4 separate regions of the Mus musculus genome follow, and all the other regions are linked to region 1. The links are chromatin contacts, called in public Hi-C, Micro-C and capture Hi-C maps. All regions are on one chromosome and are shown on one strand. Each heading gives the region's core, a stretch centred on a gene start, on an enhancer-like site or on the middle of the called end of the contact. The rest is flanking DNA. Distances are from core to core; before and after follow the strand shown. Region 1 holds the start of Brsk2 (BR serine/threonine kinase 2). Region 2 overlaps Ap2a2 (adaptor-related protein complex 2, alpha 2 subunit). Region 3 holds the start of B130016D09Rik (a long non-coding RNA gene). Region 4 holds the start of Muc2 (mucin 2).

What was found. A called contact is a pair of places that touch in the nucleus more often than the background predicts. Capture Hi-C pulls out chosen DNA fragments and counts their contacts.
Region 2: a Hi-C map of rod photoreceptor shows a contact between it and region 1, with 4 times the contacts expected there. The contact joins the enhancer-like site here to the promoter of Brsk2 in region 1. A contact is called at or near these places in 1 of 39 promoter capture datasets (embryonic stem cells), 1 of 484 Hi-C or Micro-C datasets (rod photoreceptor), 3 of 115 datasets of contacts at active chromatin or transcription factors (astrocytes, forebrain and neural tube) and 1 of 9 other capture datasets (embryonic stem cells).
Region 3: a Micro-C map of embryonic stem cells shows a contact between it and region 1, with 4 times the contacts expected there. The contact joins the promoter of B130016D09Rik here to the promoter of Brsk2 in region 1. A contact is called at or near these places in 4 of 39 promoter capture datasets (the 3T3-L1 cell line, embryonic stem cells, hippocampal neurons and 1 more), 1 of 484 Hi-C or Micro-C datasets (embryonic stem cells), 4 of 115 datasets of contacts at active chromatin or transcription factors (all in embryonic stem cells) and 1 of 9 other capture datasets (macrophages).
Region 4: a capture Hi-C map of macrophages shows a contact between it and region 1, with 4 times the contacts expected there. The contact joins the promoter of Muc2 here to the promoter of Brsk2 in region 1. A contact is called at or near these places in 11 of 39 promoter capture datasets (cranial neural crest, embryonic stem cells, hematopoietic stem and progenitor cells and 5 more), 8 of 484 Hi-C or Micro-C datasets (the AML12 cell line, the Ba/F3 cell line, bone marrow-derived macrophages and 4 more), 6 of 115 datasets of contacts at active chromatin or transcription factors (differentiating embryonic stem cells, embryonic forebrain, embryonic stem cells and 1 more) and 4 of 9 other capture datasets (adipose tissue, liver, macrophages and 1 more).

The regions. Positions count from the first base shown.
Region 1 is chr7:141,948,392-141,951,183 of GRCm38.p6, reverse strand. Brsk2 (BR serine/threonine kinase 2) reads right to left here and starts at 1,433. Exons shown (of 20, transcript NM_001009930.3): 1 at 1,005-1,433. The coding sequence starts at 1,098.
Region 2 is chr7:141,596,295-141,599,086 of GRCm38.p6, reverse strand. It overlaps Ap2a2 (adaptor-related protein complex 2, alpha 2 subunit), which reads right to left. Exons shown (of 22, transcript NM_007459.3): 3 at 1,472-1,614; 4 at 192-385. Among named protein-coding and RNA genes, the nearest start is that of Gm16982, 16 kb to the left of the region's middle. Within about 2 kb of position 1,331, at least 2 of the 459 cell types and tissues checked have an H3K27ac peak or open chromatin away from gene starts, as enhancers often do. A contact at or near this core is called in rod photoreceptor, where this site is marked.
Region 3 is chr7:142,282,069-142,284,860 of GRCm38.p6, reverse strand. It overlaps B130016D09Rik (a long non-coding RNA gene), which reads right to left and starts at 1,398. Exons shown (of 1, transcript XR_003946899.1): 1 at 1-1,398. Gm45889 (a long non-coding RNA gene) reads right to left here and starts at 1,647. Exons shown (of 2, transcript XR_870059.2): 1 at 1,395-1,647.
Region 4 is chr7:141,688,986-141,691,777 of GRCm38.p6, reverse strand. Muc2 (mucin 2) reads right to left here and starts at 1,438. Exons shown (of 48, transcript NM_023566.4): 1 at 1,334-1,438; 2 at 374-635. The coding sequence starts at 1,409.

The sequences.
Region 1 (2,792 bases), core at 184-2,683:
CTTTTTCCAAAGAGAAAGGAGATGTGGGCAGCGCCAATCGGACCTTTGGGCAGCCGAAGACAGGCCAGTCCTGGGAGAAGAAAGAAAATGGCTGAGTCCCAGCCTCCCACAAAGACGACTGTGTGAATGCGCCTCGCTGACCAGATGAGGGGGCTGACTAAACCTAGGCTGCCCCAGAAAGCTGGCCAAATGTAAGGTAGTTCACGGCTGGTCTATGGGAAAGCTGTGCAGAAATGGAACCTGTCCAGGGAAAGACAGTGAGGACTCTTGGGGAGGTTCATTTCTGCTGTAGGCCCTGGTCTGTTTCAACCGCCAGGCGGTGATGTATGGCCCAAGCCCAGGAACCGTCACCCTCTACCTCCCCAGGGAAACCCAATGTCGCAGACGCTCGGGCTTGAGACTGGGTGCAGAAGAAGGCGCTGTCCAGCTTTCCTTAGGTTCCTGCGCTGTCACCCCCACCAGAACGGGAGGTCCAGCCTAGGAAAGCCAGGCCAGGACCTGCCGGGCGGTGGCCGCTGCCTGGAGGTGGGGGTCATGCGGCCGGGACGCAGCTGCTCAGGCAGCACGCCTATTAACGCGGCAGACGGCAGATGGGCGCCCGCTCGTCCCCCTCCTCCCGCGGCACAATGGGCCCGGCGCTCGCTCCGGCGCACAATGCGGGCCCCGGGCCGCGCACCTGCAGCGGGACTGCCAGGAGTCGCCAGGCCCGGCCCATGCTGCCCCAGTCGCCGTGCGCCCCAGGCCGCGCTGCATGTCCTTGGGCTGCACCCGCCCTCCTGCAACCGGTGGGCTGAGGGGCTCCACCGCGGGACCCAGGAGTGCGGCGGCCGCCGGCGCACCGCCGCCCATTGTTCGCGGCCGCCGGGCCCAGCCTGCAGCATCCCTGCTCTGCGGCCTCACTCGGCCCCACCCGGCCGGTCAGCACGGTCTCCCTGGCCCCACGGCCGCGCGCCCGCCCTGCATCCCGGCCCCGCCCGCGCCCCCAGCCGCCGGCGCGCACGCACCTGTCTGCCCCTTGCCCAGCGTCTTCTCCAGCCGGTAGGGCCCCACATACTGCGCGTGCTGCGCCCCGCCGCCGTCCTTCCCCGTCGATGTCATCGCTCCCGGGCCCCGCGCCGGCGAGTGGGCGCCCGGGCGCGCGGGCAGGGAGGGGCCGGCCAGCAGTGCGCCCGAGTCCGCCGAGCGCCGTCCGCGCTGACCCGGCCCGCGGCGCCCCCGGGCGGGCCGCGCTGCTCCGCGCCCCCGCCGCCCCCCACGCCGCACCCGTACGAGGCCGGGCCGCGGGAATGCCGCTCTGCCTCTCTGAGAGGACCCGGCGGGCGGGGGCACCAGGCTTCCGCCGCCACCTCCGAGGCCCGCGCCCCGCGCCCCCCCCCAGCGCACGCCCGTCCGCGGCCGTGCAGCCGAGCCCCGCCGAGCAACCGAACCGAGCCACTCAGCCGAGCCCAGACGAGCAGCCGAGCCGCTTCGAGTGCCTCCGAGCCCGAGCCGAGCCCGAGCGAGCGCCACCGGCTGCAGCTACCGTGACAACTGGTGCTTGCAGCTGTCAATCAGAGGCATGGCCCAATCAGCGTCTTCCGCCTGGACCGCCCCGCCAGTCTCTAAGAGCGCGCTGGGCCAGGAAAAGCGAGATTGGGGTGTTGTTGGGGCGGGGGCGAAGGGGAGGCCAGGACAGAGCCAGGAGCCTCCGGAGAGTGCTTTAGCTGCCTGGTGCCTTGTCATTAAAACGAATGCCGGACGGCGCAGGAAGCAGACCTTGGGAAGACGTCCATGTGGTCGCCTTGGTCTAGGGGTTTCTCCCTGAACCCCTGGGTTTTGGAAGGAGTTTTCCGCCCTCGCGAGCGTTTTTCATATAAAACGGGGCCATTGGATCGTGGCAGGGTACTGCAGTCGGTTTTGGAGTGCTGGTCACCAGGCACAGGTGCTCCCTGCAGGGTGGGGATATTGAGCATTGGCAAAGATATGGCACGCAGGCCGGGTTCTGCAGGCGGTGTGGAGATACTGCTTTTAGGTTGGGTTGCTGCATTCACCGTGGGTGCTCTGTGCAGACTAGAGCTCTGAATACAGGTGATCTGCGTATTAAGTGTAATGTTTTATGCCGGGCGAGAGAGCTGTAAGCTGCAGTGTCCAAAATGCCCTGGAAGCCATTCTCCACCCGCTGTTTCTGTTCCCGTGGGAAGAAGGGGACAGCGTTTCTTTGGTATGCCAGTAGACATCAGTATAGCAGGGCCAGTGAACTCTAGCAGAGGCTCTCTGCAGCAGACCCCCTAGTGCCTCCAAGACTTTAGCGGTAGACCCTTTCTATGTTTAAGAGAAGCAGAGAGTCAAGGAGATTCATGGCACCTAAGATCCAGAGAAGCCTCTGAAAAGAGTGTGGCCTTAAGGACGGTGGTGGAGGCGGTCAGGCCTACTGGGACTCTCTTTTTCTTGCATGAAACCCTTGTGTTTCCTTAAGATGTGCTGTGGAAGGTGGTGGAAGAGAACTGATGGCGGCCAGGCTCAGAACTTTACAGATGTGGATTATATTTACTGTGTACTTCAATGGAAGCTACTCTAGTCAACAGTGTACTACTAGGTGAACAAGTCCCAAGGTATGAAGTGTCCCCTCCACCTTCAGCCACCTGCTTGCCCCTGCTCACCTTAGGTGTCACCATGTGAACTTGAGGAGCGCCCCACTCTTTCCAGCACTATCTGGGAAGACCAATGGAGAGTGAGGACATTGTGGCCCATTCAGAGTTCCAATGTAAGAGAGAACTAGCCTTCAGGACAGTTTCCCCTCCAAAGAGCTGGCC
Region 2 (2,792 bases), core at 82-2,581, 350 kb after region 1:
ACCAAACAACGTTGTCTTTCTCCCTGCAGTCCTTTCTAGGCAGGCAGGCTAAGAGGGTCTCCTTCTGTGATCAGGTCTCAGTGATCTCAGGCAGAGCTCTATAGCAGGCCTTCCTGACATCCCTCACTACACACAGTGGAGTGTGTTTAGAAGAAGTGCATGCTGCCCCTCCACAGCACCCAGATACATACCCTGCCACGAGGATCTTGGGGATCTCTCCGGCGAAGGCCTCCGCCATCTCACGGCTACCCACATTGGCAATGCAGTGCAGGGCGAGACCCATAAACGTAGGATTGCGGCTGGCCAGGTCATTCTTGATGGCATTGTTAATCAACCGGATCAGTTCACTATTCGAGTTCACCAATACAGAGATGAAAAGGTAGCCCTGTATTTCCAGAAGGCGGGGACAAAGAGCTTATGACAAGACGCCTAACACACAGTGCAGAGAAGGAAGCCAGGAAAGCCTCTAGCAGCGTCCCAGTGGATGCCACAGAGACGCGGACATGTACCAGTGATCAGCACTTTTGCACCACCCAGCCCTGATGCAGCATTCCCACTAAAATACGTGCAAAGTCAGAGGCACAAGGGAACCAGACCACTTAGTCCTTCCCCAAATATCATTTCCTTCTCAGTAGCTCACACATCTATGCTCAGTTGCCACACCATCTTCATGTCAGGATAGGAGGGAACTATCATGGCAAGAACCAAGCCTGGCACCACTCACTAGTAAATATGCATATCTATCCACAACCTAGCTTACTGCTATCCACTCACTCCTTTCTCAGGCTTACCCCACTGTCACCTCACTATCTGTTCAAACCCAGTCTCACATCATCGATCTATCACTTACAAGGTAAGCATGTGGAGCCTGAAAACAGAAAAGGCTAATTTTTTTAACAAAAAAATCCTAAGATATTTGGCTTATTTTTTAATTTCTGTTAAGTTAAATTTTTAACCAAAAGAGAAAGCTGTTATTGACAGCCTTACTATAACAGAATGCAGAGCTGAAATTCTAAACCTAAGCAAGTTTGAGCAGCCTGCAAAGAAGAGACCAAACCTTTTCTGGCTTTATTGCCTGTCCCTGTGGCATAGACGCAAGTTTCAAGCAGTCATGCAAAAGGCCATGGAGTAAAGTGACTGCTGGCACTTTACTCTCTAGCAAGGCCCAGTGAAAAGAAGGCACTGAGGCTGTGGGCAACAGACACAGGGGTGTGAGCACAGAGAATCCAGCAGCCTAAGCCAACAGAAAGCAGCAGTGGGAAGAGAGCCAGCCATCCGAGTCCGTCCTGGGCACCACTGGTCCTCAGAAGCAGAGAACCACGTTGGGATGGGCGTGACTACAAGGAATCAGCACCAGGCAGTAACACAGGCCAGATGCACAGGTGGTTGGCACCCAACATGCGACAGAGAGGAAGAAGGAGTCTGCAAACTGCACATAAGGCACAGGGCCCTGCCCCTCAACCATACTCACAATCTGCTTTTCCGTGTATCTGTTTGAGCTCAGAAGATTCACAGCTTCCATGTGTCCAAAGTCAATGTCATGACCAAGGAGAAAGATGAAGAGCAATTTGCAGACATACTTCTTTTTACTGTAGCCATCAAGAGCCTTGTCACCTACAGAAAAGGTGAATAAAAGGTTTACATCTAGTAGTCAAGCTAATAAGACAAAGATCTGTATAGTACAGTAACAGATTGTAGTAAAAGACTCCAAGAAGGCACAGGCCTCCAGCCAGACATGCAGCTATACACACCACAATCCAGAATACATGGCAGTCAGTGCTCTGTAGCCAAAAAGACCTGCTAGTGCCTGTCTGCCAGGGGGGCCTTGACCTCTCTCAACCTGCCTTGGCCCCAAAAGCCCTGAAGAGACAGATCTGCAAGTTCTGCACAAGCCATCAAGCTAATCCTCTAAACAAGCTTATTGGCTTAGGCAGATACTTACTATAAATTATCTTCCATTTCACAAAGTTGTGGGGCAAATCACCTTGCCATTAAACCACACACAGTCCAGAAACTGTGGCATGGCTGAACTCCCTCTTAATCACAGCAAAGCAGGTTCAACATGAGACTTACTACAGCACAAAGCTCCACGTGTAACCAAGAGCCACTGGCACCCCATTTAAAGCACAGGAATATTCCTGAGCCATCCTGCAGCAGTAAGGAGGGATGCTGGCATATATTCTTCTCCCTAGGCAGGGTCTCCGGGTGACACCAAGTCGGTATAACATATGTATGGTCTAAACTGCCATCAGAGAGGCTTCACCCAGGAACTGATGGAAACAGACTTGGAGACCCACAGCCAAACATTAGGCAGAGCTTAGGGAATCCTAAGAAGAGGGGGAAGGATTGTAGGAGCCAGTGGGGTCAAGGACACCACAAGAAAATCCACAAAAAATCAATCAATCCAAGCCCATCGGGGTTCACAGTGACTGCACTGCCAATCAGGGAGCCTGCATGGGACCAACGAGGCTCTCCGCATATATGTAACAGTTGTGTAGCTTGGTCTTCTGGTGGGACTCCTAACAGGAAGTGCAGGAGCTGTCTCTGACTCTGTTGCCTGCCCGTGGATCCTTTCCTCCTACTGGGTTGCCTTGTCTATCCTTAACAGAAGAGGAAATGCCTAGTCTTACTGCAACTTGATATGTCATAGCTGGTTAATACCCATGGAGGCCAGCCCTTTTCTGAAAGGAAACGGAGGAAGAGTAGCCGGGAGTCTCAGGGTGGTGAGGCTGGGAGGAAAGGAGAGAGGGGAAACTGTTGGAATATAAAATAAATAAAATGAAAAATTAAAA
Region 3 (2,792 bases), core at 149-2,648, 330 kb before region 1:
CAGCAGATGGCGCCCGAGGATTTTTCTGATTAGCCACTGCAATTGTCTGGCACCGATCGAGGAAATCGGCTTTCCATGAGAGAAATTGCCCGCGTGTTAACACAGTTTGGATTACTTTGATCCACTCACTAGGGAGCATATGTTCGCCTCCCGGAAGAGCTTCTAGGAGCGAAAGCGTGTAGGGGGCAGATGGGCCATAAGTTCTAACCGCAGAGTTAAGCTCTTTTAAGAGCTTAAAACGTAGTCTGCGGAATTCTGTTTGTTGGACAGGAGCAGAAATTTGTTCCTCTGGCTCACGTTCTACTTCGTTTTCACACTCATAATCTTCTCCGCCCTCGCTGTTAGTGTCCGAGGAGAGGTCGGCCTGGGGCCTTTCTAAAGGCCCAATTTCTGCAGAAGCAGATTCGGCACGGGTGGCTGGGGGCTGTGTCTCCGCCGTAGAAGTGGGCGGGTCGTAGCTAGCAGCTCTCGTGGAGCGAGTAATTACGGGGGAAGCCAATGTTTTAGTTTTTACCGCTCGCGGAGCTTTCTTTTTTACGCCGCCCGAGGCTGAGGCTGGGGGAGGGGCAAGGATAGTCTCTTTTAAAGAATTTTGGAGTGAAGCGAGCTCTGTGGAAAGGCGGGCGTACTGTTGCTGGAGCTCTAAAACTTCTTGTAATCCTGCTACCTGAGACGCGAGCTTGTCTTTAGCATCAATGAGAGTAGGGACCGGCAGCGCCTGGGGCCACGGCTCGGGAGCGCAGATTGGTGGCAGGTAGGACGAGGCATTGCAGGGAGGAGCTGAAGCGCCCGGCAATCGCTCGGGCTTACGGGGACGGACTATCTCTTCCTCTAAAGTGTCTGTGTCCCCAGAAATTAAAGGGCTTTCAGCCAAAGATTTTTTAAATTCTAGATTGATCAGTGGCGGGTCAGCAGGCAATGCGCTTACCGGGATATGGGGGTAGAGAGCAGTCTGCAGGACTTCGGGCCTGTCTGCAGCTATTGGAGGCTTTTTAGTAGGGAGGGAGCTCTCTGAAGCTTCCAGAGACAGGGGACAGAGGCAATATTCTGCCACTGACAAAGGCTGCTGTTTCTCTGGATCATCAACTGCACTTTGTATTAAATCACGGATTAGACTCCAATAAGTAAATATATTTGCAGGAATAGCATCGGGGTCCTGCTTTGCCAAAATTTCACTTAATTCTCTTCCTACTCTTATCCATTTCTTACAATGTATCTCTGCGCCATCTATAATAAACCATGGACCTGCCTGGTCTATGAAAATAAAAAAGTTTATCAAATCTTTCTTTTTAACTCTAACTCCTCTTTCCCTGAGAGCCACCTTTAAGCCTTTTATAAAGGCTGCCTCTTTAGAAAGCTTAGTTCCCATTTCTCAGTGGAGATGAATCACTTACCAAGGATTTCTCTCTCCGGTGAGCTGCTGAAGCAGTCCTTCACTTCTTTTTTCTTGGGGTCCCTACGAACTTCTCTGGGGGAGTCAAACTCCGTAATCTCCACCTAAGGCAAAACGCTCCGAACCTCAGTTAGGCGCCACTTGTCCCACCCAGCAGGACCCAGTTCTTCCTGGGTGCAAGGGGGACCACAAACCTGAAGAGAAATGCGAGGAAAGGAAGGAGACGCAGAGACAAAGAAGGGTTCCTATCAAGGTCTCAGTTTATTAGGCTGAAATGCCAGGTTTTAAGGGGAATAGGGAGGGGTTGAGGGGGATCAACTAAGAACAAAGAAGTGGGCATCTGGGGACATGAAGGCCTAATTCAAACTGCAGGCGGCCAGGCACTCTTATCTCTGGAATGTAGAATCCTCCTTAACAGCCTTGGGTGTCAGGCTGGGCTCAGCTTGTAACTCATGTCCTTTGAAGTCTTGGGAGTCAGGAAGAGATAAGGAAGAGGGGACTATAATTCAGCTTTTTACAGCCTCAGGTGCCAGGAAGGAAACAGGGAGGAGGGGGTGAAGACCAGCTCCTTAGCACAAGGCCATTTGGCTTGTTAGGGTGGAAAACTTTGAAAGGCCTACTTTCTTATGGTATGGTCTCCAACATTTAGGGTGCCCATCTATGTCCTCATACAAATAAACAAAACAAAATAAAACAGGACCCCTGCTAGTCATCCTACACCCAAGTCTCTCACTAACATGCAACCAAATTAGGTGTTTATAGTACACACTAAAAATCAAGCTTGCCCTGCAAGATTGAGTACATAATAAGGTCAAAAATAAGCAGGATAGGAAATAAAGAGATGAACCCACATACGAATGTGTTCACCAAAAGACAAAGCAGAGCAGCAGAAAGATGAGACCAGCTGCTGGGTAAGACTGTGCCCTCCTGATTACTCAGCTAAAAAGGAAGGGGAGGGAGTGATGTCCCCTGCAGGAGGATTGTTAAGATGTGCTCTGCATTCATTCAGGGTGCCACAGGGTGCTGAGGACCAGATTTGCAAAGTTGTAAATTACTCCATGTCACCTTTGCTGCTCTGAGCCCCAAGGACTCTCTTATGAAGGAAGGGTCCTTCTTCCTCATATGAACTTCCCAGCTAAGCTCACCAATGGCCAAGAAAGGCTGATGCTCTCAAAAAACTCAATTTATTTCTCTGCTGTACCCTGTAGAGTCAAAATAGCTAATACTGGTTGACTGGGAAGATGAGAAACTTTGTCAGGCAAAGTAATACTGCCCCAGGGTGGATCCCTATACTTCGCTCCAACCCAGGTCACCTAGCTGTGAGCATATCTTGACTGTCTACTCAAATCCTCAGTGAAATACTTAGGATCTGGAGGTTGGGCCCTGGAGCTCTAAAAAT
Region 4 (2,792 bases), core at 189-2,688, 260 kb after region 1:
ATGCATTTAAGAGGACCTCATTGTTGCAGAGACAAAGCCAGGGAACAATAGGGCAGGGCAAGCAGCCTCTCCCTTCTGAGCTTCTGCAACTTTAGCCTTGGGGACGCGCTCTGGCAGCCACCAGCCTATCCCACATGCCCCCCAAGGAAAATCTACAGGGGACTCACCAGATAAGAAGACCCTGGTCTACAGAGGGAACCACCCAGTGTTTGTTGAATGAATCTATGGATAGCTCAAACCTCAAACTTAGGCATGTACCAGAGCAGAAGAGATGGTATCCCGGAGGCTAGCTAAATTATACAACTTGCTCTAAGGAGCCAAAAGCATCCCCCTAGCTGCTAGGACAGGAGAGAAGAGTAGTAATCGCACTCACATGGCCCCGTTCACCACTGCCAGCTTGTGGGTGAGGTAGATGGTGTCATCCTTAATGGTGATCAGGATAGACTCTATCTGGGAGTGACCCCCAGCCTCGCCCAAGCCCCGCTTCAGGTGCACAGCAAATTCCTTGTAGGAGTCTCGGCAGTCAGACGCAAAGTTGTAATCACAGAGGCCAGGGAATCGGTAGACATCGCCGTCAAAAGTTTTGTAGTGGAAGTCACCCCAGGTGCTGCAGACGTGGTTTCGGGATCTGGCTTCTGGGAGAACAGTGGGGACACAAGGTGAGACACCCGGGTACAAGAAGGGTTTCCCTGAGTCCACCCTCCAAGTTAATCCCAGAGGTCTCCCTATGAGAGACCCATCTGGGGCTCCAAACCAGAGTTTCTGGTTCCCCCTGTAGAAGCAGTCTCTGTTAAATATTGGTCACCCCTCTCAGTCAAGGTGATAATGTGGAGTCCAAGCAGGTAGAAAAGCAAGAAAGGCCTTCAGGCAATATGGTCACCCTGTCTACCTCAAACCTCTCAAGGGAATCTCCATTTAGCCCCTTCCACCAGCAAGAGGCTGGGATGGGTCCTTCAGTCTTCAAGAGTTCCCCCTGGGACATCCCCCATCTACAACTTTATCTTGATGGGACAGAAGTGTCCCATATGGACACCCAGTCCGTTCTCCAGAGGCACTGGCTTGCCGAAGGTCCTCTATACCTGGAGCCATCCTAAGCTTGGCTTCTTCCAGACATCCAATGCCTTCCCCCCTCCCAGGGACAATGGTCCCTCAGGGGTCCCAGCTTCTCATCCTCAGCTTTCAACCGCAGAGTGGTGGTAAGAGCCTTAAGACCAGTCCCACTGCAGTGGTTCTGTCTGGGGACGCCCTCCTGTTCCAGAAGCCCCTTCCTAACTGCCTTCCCACCCTCAGGGGATTCTGCCTGTTCCCTTACCCAGATCACCCAGCCCCTTACCTTTCTGGAGTTCCGAGCCCTTGGCTAAGGCCAGGACTAGGCACGCAGCCACCAGGCGAGCTAGTGGCAGCCCCATGGTGGCTCACGAGGGTGGCACAGAAGAGCATCCCAGGGCAGGGGTCCAGGACTTATATGCTTAGCAGGCATCCGAGGGCGGAGGACGAGGGAGGTGCGAAGGGTGGGTGGGGCATTTGCCAAGTTATCAGGAAAACAGCTGTGGGGGCTCCATGGGTCCCAGAGAGGAAATATTGATTCAGGTTATCTGAGTTTATCTTTATATGACTCCCTGGGTAAACTTGGCCTTCCTCAGGATGTCATAGCCCCAATTATCCCAATGCCAGCACACACCCCAGGTGAACTAACTCCATTCCTTTAAGCTACAAGCCAGGCCAGACTCAGGTTGGGAAAGGCAGGAGGTGCCTGCTGGAATTACATCCCACAAGGTCTGCCATACCCTTCTCAATGCTCTCAGGCCCAGCCCCACAACCTCCAGCCCAGCCTAGATAGAATAAGGAGCTTTCAAGTGTCCCCCGACTCCATTCTGTTTCTCCACGAGCTGTGTGGGCTGAGACAACCGTGCTTCCTGCTGCACCTCACTTCACGTCATCCAGGGAAGACAAAGAGTGGCAGGAAACCAAGACTCCAGAGGGACGGGTGTCTGACCCCATGTCATGATGCAGAAGGCAAGGAGCAGTGGGGACGCGGGGGGCCACCTGTCTCCGTGGAGCCTGCTATACTCTACTGAGCCCAGCTAAGTCCACTCTCTAATCCCCTTATTTTCCCAGGCTCTGCCAGTCTCTGGAATTACATGTAATTAAAACTTGGGCAGCCCTCAGCCTAGGCAACAACTCTCATTGGACTCGTGTCCCTTGGGTACAAGAGGAAGTAGCTTGAGTCTGGAGAGGCCACTGTGTGAGCATGGGGTCTGAGCAGAGGGGTTAGCCCCAACCCCAGCAGGTCCTGTCCCTGCAAAGTGTCCTGAGTCTAACAATTCTCACAAAGGCACGTGGGCTCAGGCAGCCTGTTCTGTGTTCCTAGCCACAGCTGTTACACGAAGGACATGATTCTTTGAGTAACCCTGGTGACCTTCAGTCCCTGGGCTTGCCCCGAAGCTGCTGCTGCCTCTCCAACATCTGGAAATGCCTCCAAGAATCAGGGGGCTGCATCAGAGTTGGTAAAAACCATAAACATGATCCTACAAGAGACACCAGTGCCCAAGGTCCACCCATGCTGTAGCTGGAGGGTAAACTGAGACCTGGGGAGCAGCCCTGCCCTCCATACTTCCTCTTCCTGAAAACAAGGAATGGTCCTGACTTTGGTTAGAGTACACACAGTGAATTTGGTCACAAAGTACCTCAGGCTCCAATTTTGTCCCCAACTTCCAGAGGTGAGTGAGGAGAGATGCATCGATGGTCACAGGCTCCCTGAATGGGGGGTGGGGGTGTGTGGCATCTCCTTT